Linked DNA regions of Ovis aries: region 1 is linked to region 2. The links are chromatin contacts, called in public Hi-C maps. All regions are on one chromosome and are shown on one strand. The core of a region is the stretch at or near the end of the contact, and the rest is flanking DNA. Distances in the headings are between cores, read along the strand shown.

Region 1 (4,394 bases), core at 417-2,916, 190 kb after region 2:
TCATGTTGCTATGAAAATATCTGGATAGTTTTTTGTGCAAGATTTTCAAAACTGACAGGAACGGAAGGGAAGGGAGAATTTCAAAAGACTGAGACTGGAAAAACTCTCAAAAGTAGAGATTAAAATCATTTGGATGGTAAGAGCAAACACAACTCTTTTCCAAGGATGCCTCTGACAAAACTTTGCAAAAACAGGATCCCATCTGCTCCTGGAAAATTTGTGTCCTCTTAAAAGGCACTGGCAATTTTTGAAAATTCCTTTCCTGCCTTTTGGAGAGCTGGGTGCACCAAACTCTGACATATTTCCACACAGCTGGTATCTGATGACTTCACTGTTTCATTGGAATGTCAAAGAACATTAATTTAGTTATTTAAAAACATACTTTCAAGTTTTTCAAACAATGTTAACATTTACTTTGCAACTGTTTAGGGGGAAAACATGCCTAGAATTAGAAATAGCCAAGTAACTGTTTTCCTAAACATTTTATTCTATTCGTCTCCTCTAAACAACCACAGACATCACCAAAACAACATCAGTGACTACCCAATGACACTCCTCCCACAACTGGGACACTGTGTTGCTTACCCTTTCCAGAACGGGATAAGGAGCAACAGGACATCCAGGCCAGTGGAAGACTATGGGTGCTAGCAGAGAATTTTTGTTTTTATTTAGTGAAATTAGCAAATATGCAGTTGCAACCACCATTATAAGCTGTCTTATAAGATGACAGATTTTCTTTTAGAAGGAGGTATCCAATAAATTTGCACCAACAAGGGCGCCGTGGAATTCCGCGCTAGGTACCGGAAATAGAGCAGAATTAGCAGAGGTGGGGAAGACGCTTCCAAGGGAGGCGGGGACGCAAAGGGGATGCGAGCTGGAGCCCGAGAGAGCTGCCCTCAGCGCGGATGGCTCCGACAGCGCCCGCAGTTCTGGTTTGTGCATCAGCCGCTGAGGGTCGCGCTCTTACCTCGCAGCCCGCGAACGAGTCTCTCGGCCCAGGCCACTCGGGGATGCTGCCCGTCCAGGGGGAGGTGGCGATGCAGCGGGTCCCCGCCGCCGGCGGGGCTGGGACTCGGCGGGCCCTGGTCCTCTCGCTGACGCCGCCTCCCGCTCGGATGGCCCGCACCGTGGTAGCCCCCCAGCCCCCGGCCCCGGGCGCCCGCGGAGCTCACGGCCGAGGAGGAGGCCGACCTCCTGCTGCCGGGGCGCCACTCTACGTCCATCTCCACCACCATTCCCCCTTCTTCTCCCTCCACCTCCTCTTCCTCCTCTTCCTCCTCGGCCTCGAAGCCCGGGTTGTCGCGGCTCCACGCCTGCCGCGAGCACGACGAGAGCGGAGGAGATGGGGAGGCCGAGGCTCCGGCCGGGGGGTCCCGCGCGGCCGCCTGCCGGATGCGCTCCATCTCGATCTCCAGGCCCCTCTGCTCGCGGAGGCCGCCCGGGGCAGCGAGGCCGGCGCCGGCAGTCGCGCCGCCCGCCATCAGCCGCCCGGGGCCCGGCGCTCGAGGGGCCGGCGACCGCCTCGCGTCCCCGGGCTGCTGCGGCTGCACGCGGCTCGAGTTCACCATCACGGTCACTGGCGCCCGGGGCGCCCTCGCCGCGCGCCGAGCTCGGCGCCGCCTGCCGCAGGAGCCATGTTCCTTTCTTCCTCGGGCCCGCCGCCTCCTGCTCCCCGCCCCCGACCTCCCTGCAGTCCCGCGTCCCTCTCCCGCCCCCTCGGCCCGCCTCCCCCAGCCTCGCCTCGCCCAGCGGCCGCGGCGCGCTGCAGGGGGAGGCGCGAGGAAGCCGCCCCCGCAGCCGGCGCGCTCGGGGAGCGGCGTCCGGGCCGGAGTTCCAAGGGCAGCCAGAGCCCGGGCGCGCGCGCCCGCATTCCTTTCGGGTGGAAGGGCGCGGGCGGGGTGGGAGTCGCTGACCCGCCCGCTTGCCTGCCCGCAGGGAAAGGGTTTCGGGAGCTGTCACTGCCTGCGTGACTTGAGATAATGCTTGGGTCCCCGTTACCCGCCCGCCACTTCTACCTCGATTGACCAAAGTGCGAGGCGAGAGGTAAACCGCTTTATGGGATAGTGAGAGAAAACGAGATCCAGCCTGAACTGATGTCTGCAGCAGGGGCAAAATCTTTCCTTCATCTGAAAACTATCAATACCGACTAACTCCTAGCGCTGACTTCCTTGGCCTTTGGAGGGCGGCCCTCCTCGCCACGATTCTGCTGCTTTTTGGATGGTCTCTTTGGCTTCCCTCTCCACACTTTGTGGGGACCCCAAGAATATGGTCTCGGGGCTTCTGAACGGCTGGTGCTCCGCGTGAGGTCCGCCGATCCCTTCCCACCACCCCACCACCGGTGACTAGCGGAATCCTACACATCCAGCTCGACACTCTGCAGTTGTCTCAAACTTCATTCATCCCAAACGACATTTATTATCTTTTCACCTCTTCTCTAAGCCTGCTTCACCTTCTGTATCCCCGGTTGAGATCTGAGGCATCCCTCAACTCCCCAAACTACACTTCATGTTATCCTCATCTACTTACTCTTGTCCTACACTTCATTTTCCCCAAACTATGTTACTTCTGCCCCACAAATATCTCTCTGATGGGACCTCTGATACTCATTCCCATTGTCAATGATTTTTGTCCAGGGCCCTTAGAGCTTGTTTTGTTCTTCATTGGAACAATGGATCTGCCAACTCCACCTTCCTTTTCCACTTCCTGATATCCACTGTTTCCAAATCATGTTCTGGAACCAAACCTATTCATGTCACGTTGATGCTTAGACTTCTATGGAGGCTTCTGACAGCTTAAAGGATAACATTTAATTTCTGTAGTTTGACTTAGTAAATTTTCACAATCTGCTCCTATATTTTTTGCTAGGGTCGTCATAACAAAGTACCACAGACTGGGTGTCTGAAACAGCAGACATTTATTTTCTCACAATTCTAGAGGCTGGAAGTCTCAGATCAGGGCGTTGACAAGGTTGGTTTCTTCTGAGGCCTCTCTCCTTGGCTTGTAGGTGGCTGTCTTCTCCCTGCGTCTTCACATGCCCTTACCTCTGTGTGCGTCTGTGTCCTAATTTCCTCTTTTTTTATGAGGACACCAGTCAGATTCCTGGATGAGGGCCCATTATAATGATCTCATTTTTTACTTAATTACCTTTCAAAAAGACCCATTTTCCAATACAGTCACATTCTGAGATGCCCTGGTAGGGGAGGGGAGGGTGTTTGACTTCAACATGGGAATTTCTGAGGGGACACAATTCAGCCCATTAAAGCTCCCAGTCTGCTCTTCTAGCATGGTTTCCCACCCCATACAGCCACCTACGCAGCACCTTTTGCTGGTTCCCTGTGCCCTCATCAAATGCTGTTTGTATTTAGGTAATCACAGCCATCTTATCATCTAATCCTGCAGTTTATCTGCAGGTGTCTGTATCCTTCACTTAACTATGCTGGTCTCAAGGGTAGGGCTGGTGGATGTGAATTACTGGCCTGGCTCATGCCACCCATCAATTCCTTTAGAAGACATTTCTTGCTGAATTAGGAGCTAGCATGTAGAGCAGAGTATGATACAGCCCCTGCCCCTCAAGAAAAGTGTGTTAGTCACTTAATTATGTCTGACTCTTTGTGACCCCCGTGGACGGTAGCCCACCAGGATCCTCTGTCCATGGAATTATTCAGGCAAGAATACTGGAGTGGGTAGCCATTACCTTTTCCAGGGGATCTTTCCTGACCTAGGCATTGAACCTGGGTCTCCTACATTGCAGGCAGATTCTTTACCATCTGAGCCACATCAAGAGAAGATAGATAAATAAATCAGAAATGATTGTCTTGGGCAAGGGTTGTGATGCCTGTCATTTGAGGAGCGTCTAAAGATGTCAGTGCCCCCAGCAGAGCATTATCAGGTCAAGTAGTCAGACATCTGGCCAGAGGAGAGCCAGACCTGAAAAAAGAGGGCAGAATCTCAACCAAACGGTTCTACTGTAGAATAGGTCCTGTTGTTGTTGAACTGCTAAATCGTGTCCAGATAGGTCTGCTGCTGCTGCTGCTGCTAAGTGGCTTCAGTCATGTCCGACTCAGTGCTATCCCATAGATGGTAGCCTACCAGGCTACCCTGTCCCTGGGATTCTCCAAGCAAGAACACTGGAGTGGGTTGCCATTTCCTTCTCCAGTGCATGAAAGTGAAAAGTCAAAGTGAAGTTGCTCAGTTGTGTCCGACTCTTCGTGACCCCATGGACTGCAGCCTACGAGGCTCCTCAGTCCATGGGATTTTCCAGGCAAGAGTACTGGAGTGGGGCTAGTGTAGTATTTTTTAAAATATGATTATTAACATTGGTGTGATGCTTTGTTAAAAATACAGATTCTACATCCCCACTGCAACCTTATTGATTCAGAAGCTCCAGAATTTCA
Region 2 (4,036 bases), core at 575-3,074:
GAAGTGACTTAGCAGCAGCAGCCCCAATGACTTTTTATGCTTTAATCACAAGAGGGCACCAGAGTCTAGCAAAAGATCACTTTTTTTTTTTCTTCATCTAAAGCTGCGTGCATGCTCTATTGTTCAGTCGTGTCAGACACTTTGCAACCCCATTGACTGTAGCCTGCCAGGCTCCTGTCCATGGGGATTCTTCAGGCAAGAATACTGGAGTGGGCTGCCATTTCCTACTCCAGGGAATCTTCCTGATCCAGGGATAGAACCTGCATCTCCTGTGTTTCCTGCATTGGCAAGTGGATTCTCTACCACTGAGCCACCTGGGAATACCCTATCTAAAGCTTTTTGTTGTTCTATTGCTAAATCCGACTCTTTGCCACCCTATGGACTACAGTAGGGCAGGCTCCTCCAACCTTCACTATCTTCCGGAGTTTGCTCGAATTCATGTCCATTGAGTTGGTGATGCTAACTATCTCAACCTCTGTCTTTGCCCTCTGCTTTTGCCTTCAGTCTTTTCCAGCATCAGGGTCTTTTTTAATGAAGTTGGCTCTTCACGTTAGGTGGCCTTTAATGGAGCTTTAATTCCAGCATCAGTCCTTCCAATGAATATTCACTGAAGAAGGGGTGCAATTAATAATTACTTGGAGCCATATGTGTAAACAGGGGCTTTTCCTATGCAAACTGGGACATAAGCTCTACACAATATGAGCATGACCAATTTAATTATGAGGTAGCTCTACACTAAGGGGTCTTATTGTCAAAATCACTACAAATGCTTATGACACACTAATAGATTAGAAAGAAAAGTGACCAAACTTGCTTTTATCTTGAAGCGAAGATCAAGAAAGGCTTTCCCCTGTACCCTACTTCCCTAATTATCTTTATTGCCTGTCCTATTTTTCTCCTTAGTGTGATCTTAGTTTGATTATACCCTCAAGTAAGAGAATTGTTTTATCCAAAATTATCTCGATTATTTGAAAGTGGTCTAAAGTGTTCTCTAAATTCTCACAGTTCTTTTCTGCATATCTCTTATCTTCTATACTATATATTAATTATTTATATACTTGTTTTATTTATTCTTTTGAACATGACTCACATGCTGAGGATGTGAAAAAATAGGTTGTGAAAATGGCTTTTTTTTCCTTCTAGTTTTATTGAGATACAGTTGATATAACTTAGCACTGTATAAGTTGGAAGTATATACAGCATAATGATTTGGTTTACATACATCATGAAGTTATCACAATAAGTTTAGTCAGTATCCATCATCTCACTTATGTAGAAAATTAAAAGAGTCCTGTTATTAGCATAAATTCAAAGTATGGTTGAAAGGAGATTGTGGTGAATAACAAAAGCTCCTATGAGTCTTATCACTGAATAAATTACAAGAGTTCTAGGGGACTTCCCTGGTGGTGGTCCAGTGGTTAAGACTCAATACTTCGAATGCAGAGGACACTTGTCAGGGAATTTCCCATGCACCATGCAGTATAGCCAAAAACTTAAAAAAGTAAAGAGTTTCAGAAGCTGTGTCGGGAACCAAGGGCAAAGACTGAATATGAATTTCTTACTGTATTTTTTTATGTCACTCTTGAAAACATACTATCAGCTTCTACTAGCCAGCCACCAGAGAATTTGAGGATGAGGGTAGTTGCCTGAGAAACCAACCATGGGATTAGAGGGTTGAACTTTCAGTCTCAACCTCCAGGAGGATAGAATGCTGAAAGTTGGGTTAATCAGTAACTGTTGACGATTGATTTAATCGATCACGCCTACGTAATGGAACTTCCCTAAAACCCCCTAATTTAAGGGAGAGTTCAGAGAGTTTCAGGATTGGTGTACACATCAAGGTGCTGAGAGGTGAGGGTGTACCCAGAGACTGCATGAAACTCTATGCTGCTTCTTCTGGCTTGGCCCTATGGATCTCTTCTATTTGGCTGTTCCTGAGTTGTATCCTTTATAATACACCAGTAAGTAAACTGTTTTCCCAATTTCTGTGAGTTGGTCTAACAAATTATTACACTTGAGAAGGGACTAGTGGGAACACCTGATTTGTAGCTGGAAACCTGGGACTTGCAACTGGTGAACTGGGGCAGTTTTGTAGGACTGATTCTTACTCTGTATTCAGTTCAGTTCAGTTCAGTTGCTTAGTCGTGTCCGACTCTTTGCGACCCCATGGACTGCAGCATGCCAGGCCTCCCTGTCCATCACCAACTCCTGGAGTTTGCTCAAACTCATGTCCATTGAGTCAGTGATGCCATCCAACCATCTCATCCTCTGTTGTCCCCTTCTCCTGCCACCTTCAATCTTTTCCAGCATAAGGCTCTTTTCCAGTGAGTCAGTTCTTTGCATCAGGTGGCTGAAGTATTACAGTTTTAGCTTTAACATCAGTCCTTCCAATGAATATTCAGGACTGATCTCCTTTAGGATGGACTGGTTTGATCTCCTTGCAGTCCAAGGGACTCTCAGGAGTCTTCTCCAACACCACAGTTCAAAAGCATCAGTTCTTCAGCGCTCAGCTTTCTTTATAGTCCAACTCTCACATCCATACATGACTACTGGAAAAAGCAAACCTTTGACTAGACAGACCTTTGTTGGCAAAGTAATGTCTCTGCTTTTTAAAATGCTATCTAGGTTGGTCATAACTTTCCTTCCAAGCAGTAAGCTTCTTTTAATTTCATGGCTGCAGCCACCATCTGCAGTGATTTTCAAGCCCCTCAAAATAAAGTATATTGTTTCATCTGTCTACCATGAAGTGATGGGACTGGATGCCATGATCTTAGTTTTTTTAATGTTGAGCTATAAGCCAACCTTTTCCACTCTCCTCTTTCACTTTCATCAAGAGGCTCTTTAGTTCTTCTTTGCTTTCTGCCATAAAGGTGGTGTCATCTGCATATCTGAGGTTATTGATATTTCTCCCAGCAATCTTGATTCCAGCTTGTGCTTCATCCAGCCCAGTATTTCACTTGAAGTACTCTGAATATAAGTTAAGTAAGCCAGGGTGACAATATATAGCCTAGATGTACACCTTTCCCAATTTGGAACTAGTCTGTTGTTCCATGTCCAGTTCTGTTGCTTCCTGACCTGCATACAGATTTCTCAGGAGGCAGGTGAGGTGGTCTGTTATTCCCATCTCTTTAAGAATGTTCCTCAATTTGTTGTGATCCATACAGTCAAAGGCTTTAGAATAGCCAATAAAGCAGAAATAGATGTTTTTTGGAACTGCCTTGCTTTTTCTATGATCCAACTAGACAGATGTTCTCAATTTGATCTCTGGTTCCTCTGCCTTTTCTAAATCCAGCTTGAACATCTGGACATTCTTGGTTTATGTACTGTTGAAGCCTGGCTTGGAGAATTTTGAGCATTGCTTTGCTAGCGTGTAAGATGAGTGCAATTGTGTGGTAGTCTGAGCCTTATTTGGAACTGTCTTTTTTGGGGATTGGAATGAAAACTGACCTTTTCCAGTCCTGTGGCCACTGCTGAGTTTTCCAAATTTGCTGGCATCTTGAGTGTAGCACTTTCACAGCATCATCTTTTAGGATTTGAAATAGCTCAATTGGAATTCCATCACCTTCCCTAGCTCTGTTCATAATGATGCTTCCTAAGGCCCACTTGACTTCACACTCCAGGAATGTCTGGCTCTAGGTGAGTGATCACACCATCATGATTATCTGGGTCATGAAGATGTGTTTTGTATAGTTGTTCTGTGTATTCTTGCCACCTCTCCTTAATATCTTCTGCTTCTGTTAGGTCCATACCATTTCTGTACTTTATCGAGCCCATCTTTGCATGAAATGTTCCCTTGGTGTGTTTGATTTTCCTGAAGAGATCTCTAGTCTTTCCCATTCTATTGTTTTCCTCTATTTCTTTGCATTGATTGCTTAGGAAGGCTTTCTTATCTCTCCTTGCTACTCTTTGAATCTCTACGTTCAGATGAATCTGTCTTTCGTTTTCTCCTTTTCCTTCCACTTCTCTTCTTTTCATAGTATTTGTAAGGCCTTGTCAGACTACCATTTTGCCTTTTTGCATTTGTTTTCCTTGGGGA

What was found. Hi-C and Micro-C count contacts between places; a contact is called where the count stands out from the background.
Region 1: a Hi-C map of liver shows a contact between it and region 2, with 7 times the contacts expected there. The contact joins the promoter of PKD2 here to the promoter of ABCG2 in region 2. A contact is called at or near these places in 2 of 16 Hi-C or Micro-C datasets (both in liver).

Annotation. Positions count from the first base shown.
Region 1 is chr6:37,346,592-37,350,985 of ARS-UI_Ramb_v3.0, forward strand. It overlaps PKD2 (polycystin 2, transient receptor potential cation channel), which reads right to left and starts at 1,667. Exons shown (of 15, transcript XM_027970884.3): 1 at 968-1,667. The coding sequence starts at 1,568.
Region 2 is chr6:37,161,391-37,165,426 of ARS-UI_Ramb_v3.0, forward strand. ABCG2 (ATP binding cassette subfamily G member 2 (Junior blood group)) reads left to right here and starts at 1,825. Exons shown (of 16, transcript NM_001078657.1): 1 at 1,825-1,961.